Linked DNA regions of Gasterosteus aculeatus: all the other regions are linked to region 2. A link is a contact called in public Hi-C data. All regions are on one chromosome and are shown on one strand. The core of a region is the stretch at or near the end of the contact, and the rest is flanking DNA. Distances in the headings are between cores, read along the strand shown. Region 1 has its middle 58 kb from the start of rxraa. Region 2 holds the start of rxraa (retinoid X receptor, alpha a). Region 3 overlaps rxraa (retinoid X receptor, alpha a).

Region 1 (4,466 bases), core at 1,551-4,050, 57 kb before region 2:
AAAGCACAGCTTTGTGCTGATTTGGACCTTTGGACTACATTTCACACATATTGTTTTCACCTAGAGGTGTTGACAACATCCTAGATCTTATTCTTTTGAGTCACAATTTGACAGGTTGCATGTTGTTGGCACGGTCTGCAGCCAAACGCTTCCAGCATCTATTGCAGTGTCTTGTTGTTGTTCTATCGAATCTATTGGTACAAAAATAGAAAACTGACTCATAAAAATCAGTGAAAATTTACAGAATTAAAATTCAGAACAAACCTTTGTCCACAAAAAAAATTGAATATAATCTTCTATAAAATGTGATAACTATGAGCTACAAATGGGAGATCCAATTTCTGAATGGCGGTGCTTTTTAAAACCCTTTTCAGAGATGACGTTGTGCCATGCAGCCTTTTCAACAGGCTGCACAGAGGATGGAGGTTCAGTTTGCTAGAAAATGATTTTGTCATTCCAAAAAAGAGAGCCTGAATAAATATGGTAAAAACACTTGCTTGGAGATAGAAAATATGCCTAGCCCCACATGCATTCTGTTCCCCATATAATGCATTCTTCAGCAAACCCGACTTATGATTGAAGTCCAATTAATTTGATTAAGGTATTAAAATTCTCTCTGTGACTTTAAGCAAAAAATGACAACCTTTGCTTGATGAAGAGCTAAAATCAAAGGTTTGTTCTCTGTAGAATAATTAAGTAATGTGCTCCTTTTTCATTTTAACATCAAAGAGAATAATACAGTTATAAAGGGAAAAATCAAGAAGGAGAGAAAATTTAAAAATGTAAAACTAAAATGTCTTCTTTAACTGAGTAAAGCCCAACACATGGCAAAGGGAGCAGTCAGCGGCAGGGTGTTTGGCAGTTCTGCAGGGGATATTCTGTGATGTATTCTGATCCTAATCGAGCTGTTAATGTCTTCAGATTATTCATATTTGGTCTCATCATTTCATTCACTATTATTTCAAAAAAGAGTTTAGACGGTGCAAACAGAAGAAACATTGCATCTTCTCTCCCTGAATGACTGAACCTTATACGCCAGGGGTTTGACAAACCTTTGATTGTACACCAGAAATTGGCAACATGATCTTTAATGGAAAATCAATGTTTCGAGTCCGGAATGGCCCACAGGCTTCAGAAAATTAATTTTCTCTGAAACTAACTGTGGAACACTGATAAATTTAACATTTAATAATACACTGGTTTACTGTGTGCATTGATGTGAATTGCTTTTCTTCATGTGATGCTCCTAAATTTAATTTAAATGAATTAAATACTGCTCCACTCAAAATATTACTTGCCTAAAGAGGCAGAAATTGTGAAATATTGCTTTCTATCTTAAGTAGAATGCACCGCAGTGCACCTAATTTTTAAACAAGCGTGGGCACAGCAATGGTCACATATATTCAGGGATTTAGCATCTGTCACTTTATACAATTAAGATTGTTCTGTTAAGTTTGTCCTTCACTGTAAGCAAGTTGGCCTACCTCAGTACTCACTGTTGTTTCCACTGAACGGTACCTTTTTTTCACCTTGCAACAATCTTGACCATCCTGCTGGTACTCTAAATTCGGTCCAAATGAATTCACATTAATTTGCAAGTTGTATTATTCATCTTTGAGTGTGTTCTGTTAGTAATACCCTCTGACTGCTCATATAACCTAAAGCTGAATGAAAACACAAAACTATACACATGTTAAATCACAATCATTGCAAGGCAGAAGGATGTCCTTCATTTCTTTCAAATTCAAACTACTCGACCCAAAATCCATTAAAATTTTGCCATAACAACTCTCAGCCCCCATTTTAAGACAGCAGGTCGTTAGATGGAGATAGTGAAAGAGATCTGTAACCAAGGTAACTCGCTGCTGTTTCCCTGGTACCGAGCTGGAGCCACAGGCTTGCATGCTGATGTTATTAGACCTTACTCCGTTAGGGGTCCTTTTGTGTTTTCCAATGATGGGTGCCGACAGTGTGCATTGCTCACCGGTTGTTAATCTAGTTGTATTGGGGGAGGTGCAAAGTTTCCTGCAGTTACCCATCATTAGTGTTTAGCTTTTTATCTCCGCGCAAATGTCCGCCGTCCGAGTTAGAAAACCACAGCAAAGAGCAGGAGCGGAAGGAAGCCAAAGGCAACAGCAGTCCAGTGGGAGGGCTTATCCCAGCACATCCGCTGAGTGGGACTGACGGGGCCCCTGTAACTCGGGCCGCTGGCTGTGGGGTTAACCTGAGGTGGCAGCCAGCCAAATGTTCTGGAGTAAGATGGGTTCAAGTTTAGGCCTCCACGACCCTTGAATGATAAGGTGAGGGGTCGTGGAGAAGTCAGGAAACCATTGTTTTTAGAAATTCCAATTATTTGGTTATTTAAGTCGACTGGGACTTGCGCACCCCCCTCCCCTCCCCCCCTCGGTCCCGCTTCTGCACTGAGACGTCTGCTCACCATCATCCCATTAACCACATGTGTGCTGGAAAGAACCGCGCAGCGAGGAAACGAATGGTTAAGAAAACATAGAGTGATAGACGTGGGGAGAGGAGGAGGAGGAGGAGGTAAGAAGTCAATGTCTGACTGAAACAACAAGTTACAAAAAAGAAACTTTTTGTTTCTTGAGTGAGAGACAGAATTCCTTTTTTTTTCATCAAAATATCTTCCAAGCAGGATCGGTCACCTCATCACAGAAATTGACGTTGTTGTGGGTTTTCTCTTTGTTGGCCTTCTACCATCATTTTTGCGTTCTGTAGAGTTGATAGCAATCAGTTTAAACAGGTCTTGGCACTGTTGTGCTTTCCTGCTTTTCCTGTCGCACCTGTCAGACTTGGTCGTGCCAGGATTTGTCTAAGCATAGTATTAGTAGTAGTATTTTCCTGTGAATGTATTATTGCTACAAATAACATGCTAGCCCCAATCTGACCTCCTTCTGTTTAGGGTTCCTATACAAGCTGATGAAACCAGGTGTTTGAGTTAAGAGTCACATTAAAACAGACAGTTCAGCGGAAAGACGCCACTGAATTTGCGGCGGCCGCATCTGTTAACGTTTGGCTTCAGATTGACTTCACTGCTATTGTAATCGGTGCTCGTTTGAGCACGGATCCACCTCTTCATGTGTCAATGAGAGGACACTCTCATCATAATCAGAAGATTTGTCTCTGTTTACGCGTCTGCAGTGTCCGTCATCCTGTGTTTGCACTTGCAGAAGGAAGGACTCATTAGCACCACAAAGTAGCAAATCTTTTGTTGACACTAGAAGTGAACAGGGGGAGGCGGTAAAGCAGAGAAAATGAAAGATGGTGCATGTAAGAGGTGGGGGGGGGGGGGGGGGGTCTGAAGTGATGGGCATATCCTCTCTGTGCAGCAGAACTAACAACACGAGAGCACGGATCTACAAACATCAATGTTTATCAAAGAACAGCCTTCCCAGAGGTTCCAGCTGTTTTCCGAGTGGGTTGCAGTGGCCTGACTGCCTTCCTATGTGGAATCTTTTTTCTGTTTTTGTTGGATTCTGTTATTCCTGAACCGAACGCTGCCACACAGAGAGCTCAATGCCAGAGGCTTCTTTACACATAATAAGCATCGGTACAAAAAGAAGGGGAGCATGAGAGCACAGGGAGGAGGTTTTCTCATCTGTGAAACAATTGTATCTCTGTCCCTTTTTGAAAACACAACGCAAAAGTCTGATCTTTTTTACACAACTACTTTTTCTGTAATTCTGTTTTATAAAGAGAGCCTCTTGTTGTTGTTTTTTACCCCTGGCTTTCAGACAGACAGTACTCACACACCCCTTCTTTTACTCTGTGAAAACCACAGAACCCTTTTTCCGTCCATTTAGACGCCCGAAGTCAATACAAACCAAAGTGAAAGAAGCTCCCGTCAAGAGCAAGGCTTATGAAAAACAACAGCGTTCAACACCAGAGGAAGATTCAAAAGCATGAATATTATGATCACAGGAAGGGTGAACGCCGTATGACTTTATCCCGATGGATCTTTTTATAGCACACTGGTTCATTGTCAATTCCACGCACATTAGTTACATTCTTGTCTAATTTATCCGTGAAGTCATCTATCACTGACTGAACCATGGGGGTGTTTTGCGCCGCTCTTTTCTCGTCCGCCAGTGTGATTAATCCTGGTGAATGCGACATTATTCTTATCCACAGCCTCAGAGGAATGATGGAAAAGAGGTTCTTCCTAATATGGCGTCTTCATTCAAATTAATGCTTGAAGTGAAGTATCAGCTTTTCATCTTTTCTCATTAATACTCGTAGTAAACAGTGAAGAGTATAAGTCAGTGTCTTAATGCATAACACAAAATCAAATATCAAATCAATTAGTTCATAGTTGAAAATAAGCAGAGCAGTGATATCCCGCTGTACTGACATCCTGGAGTACACGTCGCCATCACTGCAGCAATGTGAATGTTGTAGTTAAACATTTGAAGGTACACAAAACATTTAAGTTTCTCTTTGACGAGCTG
Region 2 (4,485 bases), core at 689-3,188:
GGCTCCCAAGAAAGACTCCCGCCACGTATTGGAGATATACAAAAGACTTGTGTACACACAGATTGAGACTTCTTTCTCTTTGCTAATTCCATTGGACCAATGGTTGGACATTAAGAGCTATTTGAAGACATCACATTGGACTATCAAGATCTTCTAGCAATGCATAGGAAAGAAATGCAGAGTATATTTATCTGTACATTCCTCAGGATCGGACACCATTGTCATTGCTGCTGAAAGAGGCCATATTCACTTTTAAGGATGAGCTTTTCATGAATGGTCCAAGTACAAAGGCAACCAAAATGCCTCTTGTCTCATTTATCACCCACTTAAAGAGAGGAGAGAGGGGAGAAGGAGGAGGAGGTTGGCTGTCAAAGCAACCTTAGCAAAGTGTATCCTAATGGTGCACCCCCCCCATCCTCCCGAGGCCAAAGCGCGTCACTTAAAGTGGAGGGAAAACCGGCCCAAGGGAGAAAAAGAGAAGAACCGAGCCAAGAGACATTGCGATTGTGAGGGTGAAGTTTGGACTCACCGCCTCCTTCCGCCGAGGTGCGACTTTCTGAGAAGAGCCGACAACAGCCTCCAGAGGATTTATACGGGTGGAGGTGAGGGGTCGAAACGCTATTAATCACGGCCCAGAAGTTGAGGGTTAAATAGCTCGGTTTAGCTCGGGCCGACCAGGGAGCCCGGCCCGGTGGAGGCGATTGAAAAGGCCGTGTTGTGTCTGTCTTCTATTACAGGGCAGGCGCTCCAGGCAAAGAGAAACAGCCTTGAGAGCTGACAACTAATGGTATGTTCAATCGTCCCCCCCCCCCCCCCCCCCACACACACACACACATCCCTGTCGCTAATGAGCATTCACCCCGCCAATTAAGCCGCTCAATAACATCGCTGCGACAACACGACACCCTCTGACGGTTGACAATTGTTTACTTGCTAAGATAGATGAAGGACGCGTTCACACAAAAAGGCCTTGAGTGGAGTAATTGCTCCTCACACATCTGCACACCTACACAAAAAGTGCGCACAGAAACACACCTTTAAACGGCGCGACTTAAATTGAATCTTTCTTTTCCTCATATATATATATTTTTTTTTTTCTTGCGTAGCTGCCTTTGATCTTCAATGTGCCACGCATTGTATTAATTATGCATCGCCCCATTGGTGCAAACGTGGAGAACACCTTCAAATGCTCATCTCATGGGCCTTGAGGATGGCTGCAGGATGAGTATGCATACCCTATACAGCATATAGTATAATGCATAAGGGATTTCACAGTGTGTGTGGGGGGGGGGGGGGGGGGGGGGTACTTTCCTTCGATCTGGGCCAAAGGAGGGACACTTTTCACTCTCCTGGTACACGCGCCTGCCTCTATGTGTGCACAGAACCTGGGTGTTGAAGGGGAGGAGGTGCACACAAGAAGGATGTGGCTTGAATCAGGCATAAACTGTCATGTGCAGGACAGATACAGTGGCATGAACAGAGGAGGGGGGGGGGGGGAGAGAGCAAGAGCACTCCAACACATGCAAATGGTGCAGTAAAGCTTATGCTGAAAACTTTAAAGATTTCTGTGACGTTTTCTAGACGCTTTGATGGATTGACAAAAAACGCAGGCTTCGTGATGACAACAGTACATCTGAAAGTACCACAACCTTCTTAACAGTGATATCAATAATTGCAAATATACGATCAGCACTCTGAATGTCAGTCCTGTTTTTTTTAGGTCTGAGAGATGCTAATTGCATGAGCGGTGTGCAGCCTGTAGACATTCGCAGTTCTAACATCTGTCCAGAGTCAGAGGCCCTGACTCAACAGATGTGACTGTTACAGGAGGAGGAGATAAGCAGCGAGACGTGAATGTCGCTCAGCTAAAAAGTGACTTCGCGTGATTTGGGAGAAAAAAAAACTCCGCCTTGCTTAAAGGCGACGTGCCCGCGTTTAGTCCTAAAAAACCAATGCGCTGCGCGTTTTCTTTCTTTCAGAGTTCGCGGTAAACCCGCGTCTGAACCCGCGTCGCTGCTGCTCGACGGTACGTCGGTGGGAGTACCCCCTGCGCGGCCCCCTTTTGCGCTTCTCTCTGCTAGTTGGAAGTTGTTGCCACGGCGAGCGCAGAGAGGGAGAGAGGGAGAGAGGGAGAGGAGAGGGGACGAGAGCGCAGCAGCTGAGCGGCCAAACGACAACACGGCGCAAACATCTCGGTTATCTTCCGAGACGTGTCACGCGTCGACCTGTCACTTCTACCGCTCCGTGCCCGCGAGTCACAACTTGACAGAGAGGACCGCGGCAGCACCAGCAACCACGGGCGGCCCGCCGGCGAAGTAACAACAACAACAACAACAACAACAACAAAACTCCCCCGAAACGCGGTCGTCTCAGCGGGCATGAGCTAACCGACCGACATGGAAACCAAACCGTTCCTGTCACTGGGTAAGTTGTAGCGTTTGGAATGTGTGGGACATCATGGGTTCTTTAACGAAATGATAATTTGCAGAATGGTGGGACTCGTGTCCTCGCACTGTACCCCCCCCCCCCCCCCCCCCCCATGCTGACAGCGCGTGCCACACACATCTACATGTTTGTAGCGCACGTTGTTTTCCTTGGTTGTGTGCGTTAATAAAGCGGACACGTTTTGCGGCTGATGACGTCCCGCTCGGGAGGAAGCTGCGCGCGTGCAATTAAACGCGGACTCGTTTTTTAAAGTCATTTCAACTTTCAGCGTGTCCACGTGCTGCAGCGTTTGAAAGAGACGTCCCGGTTTAGTAACAGAGTTACGAACTTGTTTATTTTTCTTCCCCGGTTTTTACTTCTTTAGAACCGCCTCAGTAGTTCGGTCCTTTTGTTTTTTGCCTCTTTAACGCGTTTCTTGTTGTCCGTCGCGTGACTCGGTTTAAACGCGCTTCCGTTTGTCTCTGAACGTTGAAAATGAGGCCGAGCAGCGTGAGAATTGGGAGTTTAAACTCGTGGCCCCTGTGCTCAAACGAAGAGGCTCGACTTGTTGACAGTTGTCACACTAAATGTCAGCTCCGGTACAAACGGGCGCACGTGTATCAGGGGCCAACTAAACTTAGTGTGGACCAAAATGCAGATTTAATCTGCAAAAGGATCAGAGACTGCGCTTGGCTGATGTTACTGGATTGGCCACTATTTGTTGAGGTGAAGGGCAACTGTCACATTTATTTACCCTCGCTGCATGTCACCAGAAAGTAAGAATAAGTGGAGCAATATCATTTCAATTAGTGACGCTTGAATTTCCAGAAAAAGCCTAAATACTTTTTCTGAACTACTGTTTTAAAACCACTAATCCGAGTCGTTTCTTTTAGAAATATTCCTCTTCAAGCAGCCGCTGTCACACGCCACACTGTAAATAATTAATGCTGAGCTGCTGCTGTGAGTTTGTCAAAGTGAACCCCCCCCTCCCCCCCCTCCCCCTTCTCCTGCAACAGAGACACAGTACAGATCTGTGGAGCAGACACGTTATTGTGTCTGCCACTCTTTTCATGGGGGGGGGGGGGGTCGCATTACAACCTCAACGCGGTACATCCTCAGCCCCGCCTGGATGCACCCAAGGAGATTCACAGGAGAGGGGCTGTGGCCGGGGGGGGGGGCTTCTGAGACTTCTGAGACGCCGGGTAGGCTTTCTTCTGTTACAAGGGGGGCCAGCGTTTGCACACACTTGATGGGCCTGTTATTACAGGTGCAGCGTATTGTGTGTCCACGCCAAAAGTGCTTCAAGTTTCAGTGTGCCTGAGCGTACTCCGGAGTAGCTCAAGGAAGATGGTTCCTGGTCTGGAAGGCCCAGCGGGTTCCCTGTAAAAACACTTTAATTGTTCAAATAATTAGAGCCCCCCCTCCCCTCAAACAACCCACCCACCCTGCGTTCGCTGCATCAGCAGCTCTTCCGTGGTCCTAATCTACACTGGCCTTAAATCGCCCCTTCTATTTAAACTTGCTCCGTCGAAGGGCCACTTGAGTGGCGATTTGTAATCGGGCCACTTCAAGGACACCAGCCGCTGTCCGCCGGAGTCCTTGGGACGTATTGATTGGCCGCTCGCTCCGTGTAATTATCTGCCGGGCTGCATTAAGAGGACCTGATGCGCAGCTGTTTGAAGTGACAGCGGCTCCATCTTTACAGTTATGGATCGGTTGCGATGGCTACAGTTGGCACCATCTGCTCGGTGCTTTCAGCAAAGCTGTGAAGACTGAAGAGATGCCATTGGAAGGAGAATGTGTCCTTTCAGTTTGGAGCAATATGGGGCTGATCGTGACGGCCTGTCAGGGGGAAAAAAAACAGAGCGAATGAAAAATAACGCAAGTCCGATTCTTAGTCTTTTGCAACAGGGTTAATTACTTGATGTCCCCCCCAGGCAGTTCTCCTAAAGCAGCGTTCATCAGCTGTTCTCACATTCCTGGCCGCCTTTATTCTTATTTTTCCAAGACAAGTGTCTTGTTGGGACAAGAGACCCCGAGGGAAAAATTGAGGCGATTTTA
Region 3 (4,100 bases), core at 1,303-3,802, 62 kb after region 2:
GAAGGTACAGCACATACCGTAGAGGATAAAGTCCCACTTACCCACCACCCCTCACGTATCTACTAATCCACGTAGACATTTTCACCGTGCACACGTTGTGGCTCCGTCAGTTCAATGTGGGTTAAAAGTGGACATGATGAAACTGTATGCAGAGGGGCAAATGTGGCGCACCGGAGACGTGACTTTTCTCTGGCTTCCTAGAAGTGAAGCACCTGTATCTAATTATTACACGTAAACTTCCAGCAATACTTTAATACATCATACGCAGTGCGTTGCAGCCATTGGCTCTGCCGTCTCGCCCCTCTTCAAAGGAGACTTCTCCTTCAAGCACTTCTTTTGAAAGGAAATGATGCGTTTGGCCGTACCAGCTACAGGAACGCCGGCGTGCTGGTTGCCGAGCGGGGCTCCGTGAGACCTGGCAGAGAAATGAAAACATACCAGTGGCGCCCTCGCACTCCCGATTACTTGCATGAACTCGACGTTTGCGTGGGACTGCCTGGCGATCCGCGGTGAACACACTCGCTCCCACAAACAACAGATTTCTTGTGCTTAAGATACTGAAAAAGCCCAACTCAGTCATATTGGATATCATATTGTTTTGTACGGCATGGGGGGGAAAGCGTGCAGCGCATCTCTCAAATTAGAGGCCGCCGATGGGCCGCGCCTACCGCTGCGAAAGGACGCAGGGACCTAATCAGTCGCACGGCGAGCCCACATGTACAGAACATGCGACCGCGGAGGACGAGGCCACTCATTAAACATTCGCTTTGAAATCACATCTTTAGTCTTCTTTAGCAAGTGTGGTTTCTAAACCTCTGGGAGGAGGACAGCAGCACAGCAACCAGTGCATTATCGATAGTTTGAAAGGAGTTGTTCATGATGCAACGTTCCTGCAAACTTAAATGACTCTTCTCATAGTACAGAAACCCCGTCCTCTCATAGTACAGCCTGTCCTCAACTGTGACATTTAAGGTGTGACTACCGTGAATGTCATGCTGGAGTCCCTCTCCGCTACAAGTCCTCCGACATTGAGCTTTTAAACCTCCTTCTTGCAACTTCCACGTCCAATGAGTTTAAAATAGGCCAACGAAATAATTATCTTATGAAGGACAGTCTTACCTTGGTCAGCGTTCCCGGGGGAGGCCAGCTGATGAGTACTTTAACAAGGCATCACGTCACATTTATAGCTTGTCTCAGCGGAGGAGAGGTAGTTTGTGATTGATCCTAGCCTAACAACTCATACCGCTCAGTTTGAATCCTCCACGACTCGATTTCTAGTGGCTCGGGGTGGCTTTTTAGAAATGAAGGCGCTAAGAGAATCTAGCGAGTGCGAGGGCAAACCCAAATACCAAAGAGGCCCTCGTATCAAAAACGTAAAGGCGTCATGTAGGACACACTGGTTATGTGAGGAGGAAGCCTTTTCACTGGAGAAGTCCCGATCGCTTCCCTGCACTGAAGAAGGCTCTCCGAGTTGAATCCCTCGTGTGATTATTGGACACAAAGAGGCACCTTGAGGAATGATCGGGGAGGGTGGGGGGGGGGTTCACTGGCAGTGAGGTGTGAGTTTTAACACCTCACGAGGCTGTTAAAAAAATATGAGCGCTCTCAGCAGTGCTGGTAAGCACCCTTTCACACATTGAACGGATCAATCGGTGCCCCTCCCCTTCACGGGCGCCACGCGGCCACAGGATGCAGATACGGAGTGAATCGGTGGTGCGGGGCGGAGGGGGTGTGAACCAGGTGTGCACAAGAACTGGGGTGAAGCTATTTTTAATCCAAGGCCAATTTGTCTTGACCTTTACTTGGCCTCCCCTCCCTTCCCCCCTTATTATTTTTATCATTGTTAGGCCATTTTACTCCTTTCAAGGATATCATAATTTACCGCCTCTCTGCCTAAGCCCACCACCCCCCCCCACCAACACTGTACCTCGAGGGCCGCGGTGAGAGAACAGCAGTAGCCCAAAAGGGTAAGCGAATCTATTGAAAAACAGGATTAAATGAATTTATGCCCTCCCAGTCGGGAGAGGAGGAGGACGACGACGACGTGGAGGCGGAATAAAGCTAACATGATTTCAGCCCTCCTCACCTCTCGCTGACTCCAACACAAGCATTCTGCCCTTGGGCTGACCTCCACCGCCAGACAGCAGTTCCTCTAAAATGGGGCCCCTTTCCCCTCTCCTCTTCCAACAACCCCCCTCCCCCCACAACAAGACCCTGGCCTCTGATTCAGGACTTGGAACAGATCAGACAGATTATTGTGTGTGTGTGTGCGCGCTGGGACGGTTCCCCAGGTGTGTACGTAAGCTAGCATGTCAACGTCCCGTTTACCAAAGCACTTTATCATCCAACACATCGTTTCACAAACTTTTACTTTTTTTTTTCCTTATGTGTGCGCAGGACGAACCTATAAAATAAAAAAAAACGCAGCACTTTTATTTCTGTGGTTAAGTAAATTATAGCGTTATGAAAAGACAAAACGCACACACATACATACACACAGCTTTTCCTGCATGGGGGCGGAGCTGCGGTTTCTTTTGCCTCCGCCGCAGTGAGTCTCGGTGTCTGCTCGGCACACAAACCACTTCCTGTGTCTCCTCCGCCAAGCCAATCAGCAGAGCCGGCAATCTTATGCTACAAACGTTTATTTTTTATTTTTACACTCAACACAGAAAAACACCTCCACGCTAGTTTTGTGCATTATGTCGAGCTTTAGGTCAGAAGAAGCAATTATTAAGGCCGGAACTCTTGGACATGCTTACTTGCAGAAAGCACATTGGGTCATGTCACCATTGACTGGGTACACAACGCCTGTAGCAGGCAAGGGAACACAATGATGATGTCTAATCGTAGGGAAGATTCCAGTTTGGTTCCCAGTGGAGTTTAAGTTGTGTTCATTATCTCAAACCAGACATTGTCATTGTAGAAAAGAAAAAGTGACAGCCGCCACACTACGTTTTTCTCACAAATGATGGATGAAATTATGTTTTACAATCCATTCTGCAGACTTCACACTGAATCTGTTTGTTTAGAGAATTTGAAAGTAGGTGCCCTGCAGACAAATAACAGCGTTAAATACATAACACTTCATACATTGAGTTGTTTTTATCAGATGCCACTAACTGCAGTATATTGGCATTCTATAAACATGAAACCGTATCAGTCAGCCCGCTGTAAAAGCACTAAAACAAAACCAAAAACAGCAGTAGTGACCGGAACCAGTTTTGTTACATGCAGCCGTTCAGGAGGAGCGCCAGCGAGCCAAGGAGAGAAACGAGAGCGAGGTAGAGTCCTCCAGCTGCGCCAACGAGGACATGCCCGTGGAGAAGATTCTGGAGGCCGAGCAGGCGGTGGAACCCAAAACGGAGACCTACATCGAGACCAACCTCGGCGTGCCATCCAATTCGGTGAGTGGGCTTCCCCCCCCCCCCCCCTCCCCCTCCCATCATTCCCTTTCCCCAAATACTCACACGCTGTCCTTCTGCGATTGCTCAGTGTTGAAACCATGCAGCACACAACTGTGCCTTAAAGCTTCTGATTTGGGTTGTTGGTTAATGGGGATGGATTGTGTAATGTTGTTTTTCTATTGGAATTACTATGGGGAAAGAAACGCAATGCATTGTTAAGAACTAATACGTAATGGTACAGGACTCTTGACTGGGTTCAACTGCACCGCTGTACGCTCATGGAGGAGAAAGCTAAATGTTTTTCAGATTTATGGCTCATGCTTTTTTTTTTTCTGCTCTCCCAAATCTTCCTGGAGCGGTCCCACCATTGTCCACATGTGGTCTCAACCTTCCAGCTGCATGTAGTATATCTCACTTTTAAATTGCAGAGTTAAGGCACACTGTATCATAGTGTGTATGTAAAAAAAGGAATGCAGTCATCCGTGACCTCAGCCATTGGTTTGTGGACATTTGGGCTGTCGCCATGCTAGTTTTTCTTTTCTTTTTTTGCATGAACTGAAAACAACCTGTGAAAAGGTGTTTTGCAAAAAAGCTTTTTTTGCAACTATTGGAGTCGCCCTCTGGTGGCTAGCTGAGAGAATGGAAGTTTAAGACACTTTTTTAGAAGGAAACAGTTACCTCCTGGTTTGCGTGCTG

Evidence for each region. Hi-C and Micro-C count contacts between places; a contact is called where the count stands out from the background.
Region 1: a Hi-C map of skeletal muscle shows a contact between it and region 2, with 2.9 times the contacts expected there. The contact joins the enhancer-like site here to the promoter of rxraa in region 2. A contact is called at or near these places in 2 of 6 Hi-C or Micro-C datasets (skeletal muscle and tail fin).
Region 3: a Hi-C map of skeletal muscle shows a contact between it and region 2, with 4 times the contacts expected there. The contact joins the enhancer-like site here to the promoter of rxraa in region 2. A contact is called at or near these places in 3 of 6 Hi-C or Micro-C datasets (skeletal muscle and whole body).

The regions. Positions count from the first base shown.
Region 1 is chr14:13,537,520-13,541,985 of fGasAcu3.hap1.1, reverse strand. No RefSeq gene overlaps it. Among protein-coding and RNA genes, the nearest start is that of rxraa, 58 kb to the right of the region's middle. Within about 2 kb of position 2,800, at least 4 of the 9 cell types and tissues checked have open chromatin away from gene starts, as enhancers often do.
Region 2 is chr14:13,479,571-13,484,055 of fGasAcu3.hap1.1, reverse strand. It overlaps rxraa (retinoid X receptor, alpha a), which reads left to right and starts at 1,938. Exons shown (of 11, transcript XM_040198293.2): 1 at 1,938-2,424. The coding sequence starts at 2,397.
Region 3 is chr14:13,418,778-13,422,877 of fGasAcu3.hap1.1, reverse strand. rxraa (retinoid X receptor, alpha a) reads left to right here. Exons shown (of 11, transcript XM_040198293.2): 5 at 1-4; 6 at 3,235-3,404. Among protein-coding and RNA genes, the nearest start is that of LOC120832194, 20 kb to the right of the region's middle. Within about 2 kb of position 2,552, at least 3 of the 9 cell types and tissues checked have open chromatin away from gene starts, as enhancers often do.